2 separate regions of the Lactuca sativa genome follow, and region 1 is linked to region 2. Evidence: chromatin contacts called from public Hi-C data. All regions are on one chromosome and are shown on one strand. The core of a region is the stretch at or near the end of the contact, and the rest is flanking DNA. Distances in the headings are between cores, read along the strand shown.

The links. A called contact is a pair of places that touch in the nucleus more often than the background predicts.
Region 1: a Hi-C map of seed shows a contact between it and region 2, with 6 times the contacts expected there. The contact joins the promoter of LOC111917432 here to the promoter of LOC111911901 in region 2. A contact is called at or near these places in 3 of 4 Hi-C or Micro-C datasets (leaf and seed).

Annotation. Positions count from the first base shown.
Region 1 is chr1:52,291,025-52,293,724 of Lsat_Salinas_v11, forward strand. LOC111917432 (ankyrin repeat-containing protein ITN1) reads left to right here and starts at 1,348. Exons shown (of 7, transcript XM_023913125.3): 1 at 1,348-2,150. The coding sequence starts at 1,481.
Region 2 is chr1:52,117,680-52,120,466 of Lsat_Salinas_v11, forward strand. It overlaps LOC111911901 (phospholipase D alpha 1), which reads left to right and starts at 1,485. Exons shown (of 4, transcript XM_023907651.3): 1 at 1,485-1,638. The coding sequence starts at 1,489.

The DNA.
Region 1 (2,700 bases), core at 98-2,597, 170 kb after region 2:
GAATCATCGGTACGATCCGATTTTCAAGTCCATGTTTGTGTTGGTCTGGTTGAACTTGTTTAGTAAACCAGATGATTTTATATTCTAAATCCACCATTGTGAAAATGGTCCACTATGAAGGGTTAAGGACACATGATGGAGGTGGTCATTTTAAATCTCAAACACATGGTTTCTAAAGTGAGAAGGTTGATGGGTACTATGGGGTTGGGGTGGGATGTATTATTTTTCGACTTTAATATTTATTGAGAAATTATAAAAATAAAATATTATTTTCAATATTTTCAACTAGGCGTGAGACTCGTATGTTACACGGATTTATTAAAAATAAAAATTTAATATCAATATATAAACATGAAATATTTTATAAAGTAATACTTTACATAATAGAATTTAATCTTTTGGAACATTTGCAAAAGAAATTAAATCGTTTGGAGTACTTATGAAAATTTATTATTAAATTAATAGGATGATTTTATTTTTTTATAGAATCCATTACAATTTTATGAAATTTTATTTTAAGAAAATGAAAATCCCTAACAAATGACAATTGGAAAATAAGAATTTTAAAACTTTCACAATGACAAGTGTCAAAATGAAGAAAAATGAAAAAGAAAATGACATGTGGTAAAAAAAAAAAACATTGATTTATTAGAGATCACAAGAGATAAATCTACAACCAAACTAATTGAATAAATGTATTTCATAATTTTAAAAAGGTTTAACATACAAAAAAAACAAAAAAAAAACAAAAAAAAAAAAAACAAAAAAAAAAAAAAAAAAAAAAAAAATACATGCGGACCATTTTGCAATTTTATCTTCATTAAATATTTGAGTGGGTCCCAAAATATTTATTCGTCATTACTATACAACTGCAAATGTTGAAAGAAACGTTGCAAGTATTTTTAAAATAAGTTTTTTAAATTGTGTTTGAATTTGAGAGGCGAAAATTAAAAGTTGTTTTTAAAAAATATTTGACTTAAATTTTACATATAAAATGACTAAAAGTAAAATGTTTAGAAAATGTTTGGGTAGTTGTAATGGATATAAATATAATTTACTTGGTAAAATATTAACAAGTCACAAAATGATATGATAGATTTCATAATTTTGAAAAAAATCATTTTTGTTTATGGCAAAAAAATGTTTTAAAATAACTTTTCCACTTCAAATGTTGTCCGGACTTTTTGAAAAAGTTAAAACCAAAAAATTGTTTTAAACGGAATGACAAACACCTCCTTGAAAGAATAATTGCAAGAAATTTTAAAGGTTGGTGTGGAAGCTTTGACACAATATATTAACAAACAAAAAATACATAAAAAAAAACAATTATCATCGATTAGCATTTAGTCATGTGAAAAATATATATAAAAATATGTAACGGTAATTCACACTTATGCGTACAAACGTTTAACATGAGACTTTGGTGAGGCATAAATGGAATTACGAGATCATTTTTCTAAAAACTTCAAAAATCAAAACCATGGCTAAATCACCGTCCCCTGCTATTGTAGACGAAGCATCAGCAACGGCAGCATACCCGTATCCGTACACCGCCAATGTTGCCAATTTTGTATCCGTCAAGCTCTCCGGCCACGACAAGTACCAGTTGTGGAAGACACAGATGCTTTGTCTCATTGAAGGTCATGGCATGCTTGGTTTCATCGACGGCACACTCGAACCACCACCCGAGACCAAGCCGGACAATGCTCAGTGGTGGAGGAGGTCCGACGCGCTTCTCCGTGGATGGATTTTGGGTTCCTTGAGTGACGATGTACTCAGCAGCATAATTGGCCTTAAAACAGCCAAAGATGTTTGGGTATATCTCGAGAGTTCTTATGGTTCTTTGACTCCCCAATCTAGCTCGTCAGTAGCTGTGAAAGGAGAAATTGACGGTGGAGAATGGAAATTCGACGGCGGTTTCATGAGATCTACTGCACATTCCAGGTCTCTGCCGGTTCCACTCCGTGGCATGTCGCAACAAATCGATCTGAAAGGGGATTCGGCGACGCCTACCGTCGATAGCAAAATCAACAGTCGGTCTAGGAAATCACGAGGTTTAGAAAGCACGGTATTCCCGGAGGATAGCTGGACCGGCAATTCACCGAAACTTCTTTCGATGGATTTAGCTGAGATCACCGATTTCCTACAAGGTAACTTTGTGTTTTCGAATTACAGACATCATCTTTCATTAGCCTGTAGATTTTGAGCGTTTATCATTATAAAAATTCAAGCTACAATTATACAACATAGATAAACCGATCAGTGAACATCCAATTGCAGCAGTTGTTCTAAATCGACTTAATTTGATTAAACTTGAACGGAAGACGTATTTGACACGATTGTCTGGAAACAATGATCGATACTTATGCAATCTCAGTCAGCATCTATTTTGTCTTCTTTGCCTTCTCTATTTCATAATATCCCTTCAGATTACTGAAGGGTCCACCTTGGGTCATGAGATTCCCTGATTTTGTAGTATTCGACTGGACTATTACAGAATTCGGTGAAAAAAAGTAGTCACGGGTAGGACCAAGCAAATGTCTTCGTTTTTTTTTTAATGTTCTTTCTGGTTCTTGTTAAAGTTTTCTTTTTTCTTGTTTCCTTGGTAACTCCTAATGCATATATGAGTAACTTTTTGGATAAAATCCAGCTTATTAAGCTAAATAAGCTAATTTTAATAAGCATTCCTCTCCATGCTTA
Region 2 (2,787 bases), core at 235-2,734:
CTGACAGAGGGTCAAAGCTGCCAGCAACATGCTTTAGCTTGAGATTGTAAAGTCTATCTTCGTGTGATCAATTCAATCAAATGTTTCTTGACGAAAACATATTTCAAGAATTCATCAACATCTTCCTTTAGTTCCAACTCCATTTTATGCTCCAAACATGCATCCAGTAGCTCCCAAAGTACTGCTTCATTCGAACTATCTGAAATTGACATAAAAAACGAGCAATACGAGAATTCTAACAAAATACATGAACTGAACATTATTTAAATAAATGACATGCAAATGTAAAAAATATGATGTTAAATGATCATAAAAACTACCCTAAAAAAGCATAAAATAACATTTACCAATAACCCAAAGCATCGTTCAACAACTTATTGTGTTTTCTACTGGCGGTTTTTGACCGGTCTCAATTTCAAAACAACCTAGTTTTTTCGAGACAAGTATCGGAAAAGTGCAAGTTTTTTCCAGTTTGATTTATTTGGGACCGGTTTAGGTCTTTTTCAGTCAAATATTGTTTTCTTTGTGTACGTCTCTTTTGATTCGGCTTTGGTATTTTTTTGATTTTGAATTTTTCCGTAAACAAATATGTAATCAACACACCAAAGTGATAAATTAAGATTTACTAATAATGATACATTACAATTTAATTAAAAAAAGGAATGAAGAAGTTGGGTAATTTGTGATTAAAAAATATGTAACTAACACAAAAACGATACGTATATAAACTTTGGTTTCCGGTCTTTTTTGAGATCGTTCTAGTTCTAGGTCGATCTTGGGTCTGTCTCTGAAAAGTTTGTTCTTTTTTTGGTCTCATTTTAGAACAGTTTGATCTCGGTCTTCTTCTTTCAAGACGAGTCTAAGACCGGTTTTTTTGTTCATGTATCGTACTTTTATTGAAAAACATTTTGGTTCTTTCATTGCCTCTTTGAGACCATCCTTACTGAAAACCAACAACCTATGTCCATCAACATGGGGTGTATATGGCTTAATTTTTTTTGGGGCTTAATTTTTTTATTATATATATATATATATATATATATATATATATATATATATATATATATATATATATATATATATATATATATATATATATATATATATAGCATTTAAAAAAACTTATAATACAAATAAATTTTTTTTTCTGACTCTTTTTGGACATTTAAGATATTTAAATCCTTAGGACCGATACCTTCAATAGATGCATGGTGTACGTATAGGGTTCATAATCGCAACACAATAAAATACAAGGGTATGTATGAAAATGTTTATAAAGACAAAAGCTTAGATCCCCAAGTACATCCATGCATGAAGGTTTGTTGGGTTTTAAGTAATGAAACACTTTCTCAAAAAGATATCTCTTTCTTCTGAATCAACTAAAGGAATCATTCATTGGCATCTTGCATAAATACAACTCCATGTTCTCTTTCCTATAGTCTCATTTTCTAAGGTTTGTTTCATTATATTCATTTTGTACGACATCCAATGCATGATGTACATCAGAGTGCCTTTTCTAACAATTGCTTCTTTTACAGACGACAAATGGCTCCACATCTGCTACACGGGACGATTCATGCTACCATTTTTGAGGTCGATAGGTTACATAATGGATGGGATCTTAGAGTTTGTTTCAAGGTAGGTGGTTCTTCATATATTTATTGTTTTAATCCGTTATTTTTGTATTCCAATAATTATAAAAATCATAACTTATAATTCTTCATAAAAAAACAAACATAAAAACGGAACTCAGGATTGCAATATAAAAGATTATGAAACTAATACATGAAATAATGAGTTAAATATTGAATATTAATACGGTTAGGTGTGCATTTATGCAATAACATTTTACCTTTAATCAACTTAATTATACAATAAAATTGTTTTGTACAAAATATATATGTAACGATGTCTATTTTTAGAACCAAAACAATGTTTCATTTATGCAATAATGTTTCATTTTATAAACTTTTAATCGTGAATCGGGTGTTATATAATAGTTATTTATGCAATAATGTTTCATTTATTAATAACCAGACGTGTTTGCACAACAATAAAATTATGAGCTTCAAATATTGACAAATATTTTAAAAATGTAACTATACTAATGTCATGAAATAATAACTTTTATATAAATGAAGTAAAGAGAAATTAAATATTCTCTACCTTTTGTTCCGACAAATCCTACTACTCATTTAAATAATGACATGTGTCATATTAGTATCCTAAATATTTTTAAATTTCATTAAATGTTATACATGTCACCATTTAATTTGGTAGGATGAAATGTAGGAGGATATTTAATTTCTCTATTTATTATATCGGTTAAAACGCTGTTGTTATTTAATCGGTGTTAGTATAAATTTATAAAAACCTTATCAGTATTTAACAAAAGAGACCATATGTCAAGATACAATGTTTTTGAGAATCATAGTAATTTGATTGTCTAATATGTAAACTTCTTTATCGTTATTTTTGTAATGTAGACTCTTAATTTTTAATTTAATATGATTATATGTTGTTGGATGTGAAATATTATATTTTTAATATTATAGCTTTTAAATTGTTTATATTAATTTGTTAATTTAAACACGATGTTAAATGTAAGACCTAAACCAAATTATTCAATGTACTTAAAAATAGTACACAAATTGCATTAAAACAAAATATTTATAAAATCCAAGTGCATTATGTAAAACTTAAATCGAAATGCTAAATTCATTAAAAATTTCTAAAAACATTTTTTTTTTATAATAATAACATTCTTTTCAAAGATATATAGTTTTT